3 separate regions of the Sus scrofa genome follow, and all the other regions are linked to region 2. The links are chromatin contacts, called in public HiChIP or PLAC-seq maps. All regions are on one chromosome and are shown on one strand. Each heading gives the region's core, a stretch centred on a gene start, on an enhancer-like site or on the middle of the called end of the contact. The rest is flanking DNA. Distances are from core to core; before and after follow the strand shown. Region 1 holds the start of FUBP1 (far upstream element-binding protein 1). Region 2 holds the start of IFI44 (interferon induced protein 44). Region 3 holds the start of ZZZ3 (ZZ-type zinc finger-containing protein 3).

Region 1 (3,601 bases), core at 892-3,391, 630 kb before region 2:
CCTTTGTAAATCATTACAGCAAGGACATGGGGCAGCTGACCTATTGGCATATAGCAAAGGTCAAGAAATTTCATAGTTTGAGGACAATTTCTATACTAAAAAAAGCTGCTAACCTGTCTTCAGAGAGTTGTATCCACATTTTCTCACCTCATTTTCCACCCTCCTTCCCCACTCAACCCTATTCTCCAGTGACTTCACTGTTATGGTCTTTCATCCCCCAAGCCTCCAAATCTCTGCACATGCTGCTTCTTTCTCCACTGGTCAAACTCTCATTCTTTAATGCCTCACTTAAAATATCAGTCCTTTACTTTGGCAGTAAGGAAGCCCACTCCTCTAGTTTTGTGTACAGTGCCTGATGCACGGTAGAACTCTATAAATGTTTACAGAACAAATGGATGAATTAACAGTGCCCATTATTTTGTCTACTCTGACTATATCACAGTTTCAAATAAGGCAAAAACCCAATTAACACATTAAAAAAAGTCTCCAGTATATAAATACATTGTGTGGCACAATTTAATTTAACATGCTAGTTGAATAACATAATTCAGGTGAGTCTACCAATCCAATCTATAATAAAACCCGTCTAACAGAGTCCCTGTCATGATAAATGTTTCAGTTGCTATTCTAAACTTGTTCAGAAAAAATAAATATTAAGTGAAGAAATCACAGACTTAGTATTTATTAATGTCTTTCTGTTGACTCTGGAATATTTTTGATTATAAACAAGCACAGGTACATTTTTATTAATATGTTCATACTATAAAAGTACGGGCAATTTGCTACATTACTACAGATTTTATGGATTTTGACTCAAACAATCCTTTAACCAACTGGAGGGTGAAAAGTAGGTTAAGGAAGTCAACTTCTAATGCAATGAAAATACACCACAAGATTAGTTTCTGATTACCATTAGTTTAACAGCCTACTCAAAAAGCGTCTAGCACCTAATGTGCATTGGGTCTTAACAAGATTCTTACTGTTGCTTAAACACCAAGTCCACACCAACAATATTCTAAAGTTACAATTATATTAAGGGAATTTAACGAAGGCAAAGTTCAAATTACATCCTGGAGCACAACATACTTTTTTTTAAAACAGCTTTCGCTTAGGAAAGAAGTGACTTCAGGGCAAATGTACGCACCTACGTAATACAAAGAGGTCTGCTCAGTTTACGACTCCGAACTGAGAGGTAGATTCAAATTGAAACTTCGGGTATAATGGGCCTGAAGCCATTTTGAGAAATAAGAGAGAAGGAACGGTAGAAGACAAGTCAATCCCGCCCTGAGGAGGGATTCCAACCCGGGATACCAGTGCTCTCATAATTCTTGTAGGTGTGAAAGCTTATGGCCACCGAAAGATTAATTGCGAGAGAGCTCGAATGGGCTGGAAAGTCTAAAAAATGCTTTAATGACAGATACCTTTCCTTACTATGGCTCCTGCGGACGGACCCTAGTCCTTTGCCAAACTCATTACCAGAAGCTTCCACACTATTGTGTAAAACTACGCGCGCTTTATCCCATGGAGGATGATGTTCACTCTGAGAAAAAGGAAATCTTAACTCCTTGGAGAAAAAAGCGTGAGTGCCGCAGAAGCGGGAGAAAAACCTAAAGCCATCTTCGCGTAGTTCGCGTCGGGGTTCCAAGTGGCTTAAACGCCGAGGACACAAAACCGAATTCCAGCCTCTCGTCGGCAACACCAACGTGGGGAAACGGGAGACTTCTCACAATTCAGAGCCCGGAAGGGCACTTCTCTCGCTCAGGCGCGAAGTAGCGGCCTACTCAGCCAGCGGCCAATTACCGTGAGCTATCGGGATCCCGCCGCGCGGTCCTGACTTACCTGCCGGGCTCGCTGCAGCGCATCTTTGAAAGCATCGTTAACTCCTCCACCGCCGCCGCCGCCGCCTCCACCACCAGCTGAGCCAGAGGAGGGTGGAGGTACTGTTGAATAATCTGCCATGCTTACACTACAGTGGCCGCTACCGCTTCTTCGTAGAGACCCCTCTGCCAACTGCTAAGAAAGAAAGAAAATGGCGGCCGTCGAGGCTGTATCACATTCTTGTGCGACCATCGTGCCGTAAAGGGGCGGAGACTGAAAGGAGAAAATCTCGCGGTGTTTTGAGGCTACGAGCTGGTATGGGGGTGGGGCTGGGGAGGGCGAAGGCAGCGAGATGTCGCGAGAATTGTCTTTAGGTTTCGCGAGAATGGGGGTCCTTTAGGCACCTCCTCTTTGTGTTCTTAGGTTGAAGTTGTGCGGTGGTCACACGGGGGCGGTGGGTAAGACTGGCAGTGCGGGCGCCAATGGTTCGAGTTTTGGAAAGCCCGAAGAAAAGGAGTAGTTTCTTATCAGTCGCCGGCTCAGGGAAGTAGTGTGGGTGGGTTTCCCTCCGAGGGTCGTGCAGTGTATCCACGGGGAAGGGATGACGTCGATAGGCGTAACGACAGCGCAACAGTGACTCTTGAGAGCGCTGCCTCCAGAAGTGCACCTGGGAGAATTGGGCGAGCTACGCGGCGCGATGATGCTCCGGAAGACGTCTGCCCGGCCTAGCGGGAACGCGGCGTGATTTTCAGGGTAGTAAAGTGTCCCTGTATTTTACTTGTAGATTGTCAGATTTCTTAGTTTTATCACAAGAGGGGATGAATTCAGGGTGGGGGCCTTAGTTCTGGAGCTTATTTCGAAGGTTTTGTGCAAATAATGTGAGTGAGGCTCTGAGGTTATGATTGCCTTTTTCTTTACCTTACCGTGATTGTTCCTAAAACTCAGTTTTAAACAGGTTTTGTAACCTAGTGTGTGTGTACGTATCCCTGGCCACTTTTACTGAGCTCCTTGAAGTTGAGAACAGCATCCATTTCCTGACCAAAATTGACCATATGGCTTCTTAGAAATAGTTTTCCCCAGCTGCAGCCTGTGAGATTTCAAATATAATGTGTTGTATTGCCGTCCCAGGGCTAGATGATGATGACGATTGTTATTATTTGTATTTTCTGTTATCTACTTCAGTTACTGGGTAATTTCCGACGTTCCTTCAGACCTTCAGCTCATGTCGTAGCATATAATTTAATGGTAGTAGTTTCAGACTCATTAGGATGCTTTAGGAGTCGATCGCAGTGATTTTTTACCCCTAAATTCTTTCCTTTGAGGGGACAAAGAATGAGGTAAAGTGAACTTTACCAAGTAAAGTGTTTTGGGTTTTGTGAATTAGGTTTCAAAGTGTACTTGTCCCATTGCTGGTGATGAGTAGAGAGAACTGTGTGCTGCAGTCTTCTTGATACTTAAAATTACTGGGTTCACTTGCTCAAGGACTAAAATAAGTCAGATAACCAAGCAGTTACATGCACAGAGATACACGTGGGGCATCATTTCCCTCTAATGAGCTTTTCTTACCATCCTATCCATTTATAGCTCTGATTATCTTTTTAATTGTGCATAGCCATCTATTTAGATTTGGGGGAAATTTGTATTTGGGAAAGCAGTGAATTTATTGGACTACAGATTTAAGCATAACTGGTAAAAAAAAAAAAACCAACTAAAAGCAGCATTGGGTGGTATTACTAAATAGTATTTTTTCAATTGTTTTAGTCTGCCCAATAAATGACATTTA
Region 2 (3,853 bases), core at 234-2,733:
ACATTTTTAGCTTAGTAAATAATACTTAAAGGCTGTTTAGAATATTTTTATTCAGAGTTCCCGTTATGGTGTAGTGGTTAACGAATCCGACTAGGAACCATGAGGTTGCGGGTTCCATCCCTGCCCTTGCTCAGTGCGTCAAGGATCCGGCTGTTGCCATTAGCTGTGGTGGAGGTCGCAGACGTGGCTTGGATCCTGCGCTGCTGTGGCGCTGGTGTAGGCTGGTAGCTGCAGCTCCGATTAGACCCCTAGCCTGGGAACCTCCATATGCCACAGGAGCGGCCCAAGAAATGGCAAAAAGACAAAAAAAAAAAAAAAAGAACATTTTTATTCAATATTTCTTTTGTTTTTTAATAGAGTCAAAAACTTTAATTCCTTTTTGGGTCAGGCAGGTAATTCAAATTTGTCAGAACCAGGAATAGGGGATTTGTGGCGACAGTTGGAATTGAAATGATGAAAAGCATTCAAACTTAAAATGCCCCCTGCCCCACCAACGAAGGAAAGAAGGAAGGGAAAAGAAAGGAAGAAGAGGAATTGTGTTAACCCTACAAAACAAATCTGCAGGTTGTATTTGGCTTATAGGACCCAAGTTTGTGACCCCAGCAAAGTGAAGTCAGAGAAGGAATTTTAGTGTAAAATAATATGATTTAGTATACATTTAACAAATGAAGTTGATTCTGGCTGCACTGAGGACAAATAATTGGAGAGGGAGCAAGTAGAAAAGCAGAGGGACCAATTAGGAGGTTATTTTAGCCATCTACATAATGATACATGTGGATTTGGAATGTATGGAAAGCGGGACTCGAGGTAAGTGAGTGAATTTGAGAGGGCCTCTGGAGTTAGAATAGGCAGCACTTTTTTATGTGCACATATAGAAACTGATCGCATTTTCCTTAAAAATGTTTTTTGAAAAGTCACTTAAAATAGCAGTGCGCTATTAGGATTTTTTTCCCCCTTGTGACTTCAATTCCTTGACTCTCCCAATGTTATTCTGATATGATTTTACCATCTAAAATTGACTGGATCAGTTCCCTCAGCTCACTGGAGGGAAGCTCGCTCACTGCCACCTGGGCGGGGCCACACTGAGTTTCAGTTTCCTTTTCCCGGAGTCTCCAGAAGCCTCAAGATTGCTGAGAAATTTTCTGCTCCTTCGTGCCTGCCTAACTGTCCCAACAGAGCAGCTACCCTCAGCTTCAGCCCCTATATAGATTCTACAAACAGGTAACTGACTTGAAGCTTTTTATTTTTTCCTAGCCACTTGCCAACAATAGACTTTTTTAAAAATTAAAAAAAATCACATGATAAAAAAGTAGATTAGATTTTTCTTGCTGTTTATTCACCCCGGTTACCATTTTCACATGTAATGGAGAGTAGATAAGAGACATAAGTGTAAATTTTGTGATAGTATATTTTAACAGACATATTATCTGTTTTGCAATATTTAATGAAAAATGTATTTGATGTTTCACCAGGTTGAGAAGTATGGCAGTGACAACTTGCTTGACCTGGATGCAGGAAAAGCATCTGAAAACTTATTTTGGAAAGAGCAGTTTAGCCTTCTCTATAAGGCCAGTGTCCATGGATTCTCTAAAGAGAAGTTGCTTGACAGATGCTCTCATCAAGGATCTATTCTAACAGTGGTTTATAATGAATATCACATTCTTGGTGCCTATATGCCAGGGGGTTACCTGGGAGAATTGGACATTTCCATCACCCTTTTTGCCTTTCAAGAGACTGAAATTTCGAAGTGCGAAATAGGACCGCTTAATCCATGTTTGTTGTTTAGTGGAAATAATATCAATTCTGAATTCATTATAAATCTAGAGAAAAAAGCGGTGGTTACTAGCGTGACTACAATGGAAAAGCTTGGACTACCTCAGTGTTGTATGTCCTTTAAGGAATGTGAAGTTTTTCGATGTGAAGGTAGGTTTAACTGCATAAACTTGTGTAGAGTTCGCTTCTTCACATTTGGAGGATTCTAACCGCTTCGTTCCTATAAGATACAATGACTTTTATATTTGCCTTATCTCCAGGTGATCCAGACTGAAATCGGGCCACAAATTGTTTTCCACCACACGAGATAGTCAAAAGTAAATGTGGAGTTTTCTGGAGTGTGTTTGTGTTGTGGAAGGGGTGGCGGAGGAGGCAGAAAAGTTGAAGGGAGGGAGAGGGAGAGAAAGAGAGAGAGAAGAGCAGAATGCAAACTTGAAGATTGTGAGACTCTCTAAAAACTAGAGCTTGAACTTGTTTGATCCTTTGGGCCAGTTTCCTGTTAATATCCATTCTAGCAAACAACTAAAGTTAATTTACCTATTTTTTTTCTATAAGGACATTTAAATTGTTTCTTATGTTTGCTGTTATAAACAATGCTCCTATAATATCTTTAGGCATGTAACTGTGCACAAATATATGTTTTTATGATAACCTCCTGGCCGTGGAATTGTTTAAGAATTATGTGGTTTGCATTTTGATACTTTTCAAAAGCTTCAGTTGTCCGTGCTATCCCTGGGAGTGTGATAGTAGTGCCTCCTTCCCTGAATCCTTTTAATCTTTGCTTTTAATGAGTATTTAAAATATTTACTAACATGATGGTCAAAAGGTGGTTTCTCATTTTATTTTTTGTTTATCCCTGATGGCTAACAAGTCTATGTGTATTGGCTATTTACATTTCTTCTATGAAATACTTGTTTATATCTATCCATTTAAAAGAAGGGCTCCTTGATGTCTGGCACAGACAGGATTGGTGGCGGAGGTGAGGTGTCTCTGCAGCACCAGGATGCAGGTTTTTTTTGCTTTTTAGGGCCTCACCTGTGGCATATGGAGATTCCCAGGCTAGGGGTGATTCAGAGCTACAGCTGCTATGGCCTACAAACCACAGCCACAGCAATGCTGATTCCCGGCCGCATCTGCAGCCTACATCACAGCTCATGGCAACGCCAGATCCTTAACTCACTGAGCAAGGCCAGGGATCGAACCTGTATCCTCATGAAAACTAGTTGGGTTCGTCACTGCTGTGCCACAATGGGAACTCTAGGATACAGGTTCAATCTCCCACCTGGCACAGTGGGTTAAAGGATCTGAGGTAGGTCACAACTGTGGCTTGGATCTGATCCCTGGCTGGGTAACTCCGTATGCCACAGGGTGATCAAAAAAGAACAAAAAAAAAAAAAAAAAAAGATGGAAGGACTCCTAGGAATAGTATTTCCTGAGCATTTGCGTGTTCCAAACTAATTGAGATTTTTATACAAAAATGATGATCAAAGTACATAATTCATGGATCACTTTATTTAAAGGAATATTGTAGTGTTTCCACAGCATTGATGTTGTTGTGGAAAACCTTAGGTCACTTTTATTTATTTGCAGTATTTTTTATTGTTTCTCTTTGAGTGATTTGATCTTTCTTCCTAGCTACCCCAAACACCTTAAAACTTTTTTCTCTTATTGAAATCTGGTAAATTTACTTGGCTATGTCATGATGTTGGCCATCTTAGATGAGTTAAGTAAATTTTTTTATTGAAGTATAACAAAAACAGAAATGCACAATTGATCAGTGTTCCAACTGACAAACTTTTATAAATTGGACACCCTCGTGTAACCCCCACTTGTATGAAGAAATAGATTATTACCATCATTTCAGAAGACCCCTTTATGACTCTTCTCATTTATTACCAACCAAAGGTAACCATTATCCTAGCTCATATTAACATTATTAGTACTTATTATTTTTAAATTTTACATAAATGGAACCATACCAAAACATATGCTCTTTTGTGTCTAGTTTCTTTCATTCAATGTTATGTGTGAGAGATGGGCCTAATAGAAGCAATCCCATTATGAAATCAAACCTCTAGGA
Region 3 (3,674 bases), core at 907-3,406, 960 kb before region 2:
ATGTACGCATGAGTCAAAAAACAGGTACATTATCACTAAATAAACACAGAATTGAGTAGAAAATTTTTTACTGATTGCTAATGTTGTGATAGTGTATCTTAACACAACACCCCTCCATTTCCTCCCCTTCCATACATGGAAAAACAAATGCATGGAAAATATCTGGAATAATACACAGCTTACAGCTAAGAGTAGTTACAGAGATTTAAGACTGAGGAAGGCAACTCGATGGAATGATTCAGGAAGCATTTCATCCTATATTCTTCTTCGCACTAAGTGCAGGGACAACTAACACGTTTGTAGTTTATAAAATAAAAAAAAAAACCCATGAATGGATTACTTAATTATCAAATTAGTCTTGTAATTAACTTAGCAAAGTTTATATATAACTAAATATATCCAAATACTGCTCAAGAATACCAAAAAAAGTACAGAATAAATTCATTTTGATAAAACACTGGGGAAATGGAGAAAAAGTAATCTGTCAAATTCATTTAAGGAGAAATTGAACTCTACTTTGACATCAAAGTTTACGAAGAGAAGTTTGCTTTTAAATGGCTTAAAACATCCCATTACCTTAAATATGCAATCTAAAACATTCATCCTTGAACAACAAAGATGGCAACCGCATAACAGTACTTATCAAAATCTTATCGATAATTATGAGTTAACAGGCACGTACAAAAAATTAAAGAACGGTTTTATTCCGACGTCAGGTATTGTCATAGATATAAAGGATCCCTACAAATACTACCACAAGTTATCGTAAATACAAAGTAAATTAGAGTGAGGGAGAAGTTATCAAATGATCAAATAAATGTTTAGGAGTAAATGATGCCCAGAGAGAAGAAATGGAACGCGCTCTATCTTAGGCGTCAGAGAAGAGCCAGTGGAGAAAGGTACTGCGGCAGAAACAAGCGACAGAATGTTAACAGGTCTGGAATTCTTTAGAAAATGGCAACAAGGGGAAAAACTGACAAGATCGTCTGAAAGTAAGAGGAACGGTATCCAATGGAATCGTCACGTCTGTGCGAGCACTGCTCCAAACTTCCAGTGAGACGGGGGAGGAACGATCACTGAGCGGGGGAGAAGGAGCCCCGGCTGAGGGATGCATTCGCTTCTGCAGGTGGCGGAGCGCCCGCAGGGGGGTGGGGAGAATAGTGTCGCCTCAAATGGGTCAATACATTCCCTTCAGGACTAGAGGAAGCTGACACAGCATGTCTCCCGGCACCAAGAGGCACGTGCCCCGGCCCCTCCCTATCAACTTGCCTTGTAGAAAGAGTTGCGAGTCTCAAGCCCCCCGGAACCCAGGGCTCCGCCATCCAGGACAACTGCTCTGCCAACAAGGTCCCGCGAGAATCGGGAGATCTCGCGATACAAGCCCACAAGCATCTCGCGAGTTTGCGGCAGAACCAACATGGCGGTACAGAGAAACTAGTATTTCGGCATATAAAAAGTATTTCGTTAACGAAGAGAAGAATGAGTGTGACACAGAAAAAACAGAAAGTCTTTTCTGTCTTATATTTCTCTTCATAACCCCCTAGTAGAGATGAAAAGCGGCAAACAACCCTAAAACCTCAGACGACCACGATTACACTACAACAAACACAGCAGCCCTCTGCCTCAGCCAACCTCCCCAATATGTCACGTGGAGGCAGAGTCTCTGCGTGCCGGTCACGTGGACCGCTACTAAGCGAGCGCGCGCCCGTCGTCCGCCCCAGAGACTTCCCCGCCCCCCTTTTGCCCGCGCACACGTGCGCGCGCACCCCCGCCCCACGTGGGGGCTTCGCCGTCGCCGCCGCAGCCGCCGCCGCCGCTACCTCCAGCCCACCCCCTCCCTGCACTCGGTTCCAAATCCGGGTCCCAGAATCGGTTGTCCGGTGGTTCCCTCCTGCTCCGTTCTCCCTCCCCCATCTCTAGCCGCCACCACGTGCCCCGAGCGCCTGCTCACCTTTCGCGTGGGGCCAGGCACCTCGGGCCACTCGGGGAGGCGCCGCCGTCGTGGCTGCTCTCCGCCCCCGCCACGGCACTGGCTTGGGTGGCCGCCGCCGCAGGAAGCTCGACAGCGGCGCCGGGGCGCTTCCAGGTGGGTCCCCGCCTCCCGCTCCTGCTACTTCCCGCAGCACCAGCGGCTCCTTCCGGTCCCCTCCTTTCTCCTCCTCGCTGGGACAGGCGGGCGGTGGCGGCTGCTGGCGCGCTCACTACACCGCCTGCTGGTAACCGCAGCCGGTGCAGCGCCAGCGGGCCGGGTGGGCCGGGGGTGGCCGAGTTTCGCCCCCGCGGTTCGCCCGCGCCCCTCGGCAAAGGTTGGTCTAATGAGGGCAGGACACATTCCATCCCTTGCCTGTAGTCAGGGTACTACCGTTGGAGGAAAGTCTTCCCGGTAGCCCGGCCGTTGGTCCTCTTCATCCTGCCCTTTGTGGCCTCTTGAGAGATTTGTACACTCTCCCTCCCTTAGCAGTGTGGTCTCAGGTAGGAAAATATCTGTATGTACATTGAATATGCTCCTGCCTTCCTCCAGCCGCATAGAACCCTCGCACGCCTCTCTGGTTTTCTAGCTGTTCCTACAACACGCAGGCTCGATCCACTTCAGGACTTTGCGTTTGCTATAGCCTGCGCTAGAACACTTCCTCCAGATTTTTTTTTTTTTTTTTTTCTTTTTAGGGCCGCACCCGGGGCATATGGAGGTTCCCAGGCTAGGGGCCAAATCGGAGCTGCAACTGCCAGCCTACACCTCAGCTCACGGCAACTGCTGGATCCTTAACCCACTGACTGAGGCCAGGAATCAAACTCAAGACCTCATGGATCCTTGTCGGGTTGCTTATGCTGAGCCACGTGGTAGATGTTCCACAAGTATTTCAGTTCCCTTCTCAAAGGTGGACATCTGAAACTTCACAGACCAGCTCTATCCAAAAGAGCACACTTGCACCATCGCTCTTACTGTCTTTACTTGCTTATATGACAGTTATCACTTACAGACATTTGTCCACCCTTTACCACCAAGAATGTGAGATCCTTAAAGGTAAGGAAGGACTTTTGCTCTTGCTGTATCCACAGACCTGTGTCTGGCACAAAGTTTGTTTTTTGTTTTTTTGTTTTTTTTGTCTTTGCCTTTTCTAGGGCCACTCCCGTGGCATATGGAGATTCCCGGGCTAGGGGTCCAATCGTGAGCTGTAGCCACCGGCCTACGCCACAGCCACAGCAATGCAGGATCCCAGCCTCGTCTCCGACCTACACCACAGCTCAGGGCAACGCCGGATCTTTCACCCACTGAGCAAGGCCAGGGACCGAACCCGCAACCTCGTGGTTCCTAATCAGATTCGTTAACCACTGAGCCACAACGGGAACTCCTGGCACAAAGTGTTTAATACTCTTATTAAATCATATCAAGGAACTATAGTGAGCATGCAAGAAAATAAAGGCCCACACTGATAGAGATAAGTCCTTTTTTTTCTTTTCTTTTTGCTTTTTAGGGCTTCACCTTCAGTATATGGAAATTGTCAGGCTAGGGGCCACAGTCACAGCAATGCAGATCCAGAAGTGCATCTGCAACCTACACCATTCCTTAACCCACTGAGCGGGATTAGGGATTGAACTTAAGTTGTCATGGTTACTAGTGAGGTTCCTTACAGGCTGAGCCACAATAGGAACTTCTAAAAGCCACTTTAACTGGA

Evidence for each region. HiChIP or PLAC-seq counts read pairs in DNA pulled down with a chosen protein or histone mark.
Region 1: a contact with region 2 is called in an H3K27ac HiChIP or PLAC-seq map of alveolar macrophages. The contact joins the promoter of FUBP1 here to the promoter of IFI44 in region 2. A contact is called at or near these places in 1 of 5 promoter capture datasets (liver), 1 of 47 Hi-C or Micro-C datasets (embryonic fibroblasts) and 2 of 2 datasets of contacts at active chromatin or transcription factors (alveolar macrophages and skeletal muscle).
Region 3: a contact with region 2 is called in an H3K27ac HiChIP or PLAC-seq map of alveolar macrophages. The contact joins the promoter of ZZZ3 here to the promoter of IFI44 in region 2. A contact is called at or near these places in 1 of 5 promoter capture datasets (liver) and 2 of 2 datasets of contacts at active chromatin or transcription factors (alveolar macrophages and skeletal muscle).

What each region holds. Positions count from the first base shown.
Region 1 is chr6:135,280,014-135,283,614 of Sscrofa11.1, reverse strand. It overlaps FUBP1 (far upstream element-binding protein 1), which reads right to left and starts at 2,141. Exons shown (of 20, transcript XM_021096436.1): 1 at 1,840-2,141. The coding sequence starts at 1,959. DNAJB4 (dnaJ homolog subfamily B member 4) reads left to right here and starts at 2,239. Exons shown (of 3, transcript XM_021096446.1): 1 at 2,239-2,571.
Region 2 is chr6:134,647,487-134,651,339 of Sscrofa11.1, reverse strand. It overlaps IFI44 (interferon induced protein 44), which reads left to right and starts at 1,483. Exons shown (of 8, transcript NM_001246205.1): 1 at 1,483-1,540; 2 at 1,543-1,923. The coding sequence starts at 1,483.
Region 3 is chr6:135,604,627-135,608,300 of Sscrofa11.1, reverse strand. ZZZ3 (ZZ-type zinc finger-containing protein 3) reads right to left here and starts at 2,156. Exons shown (of 14, transcript XM_005653415.3): 1 at 1,952-2,156.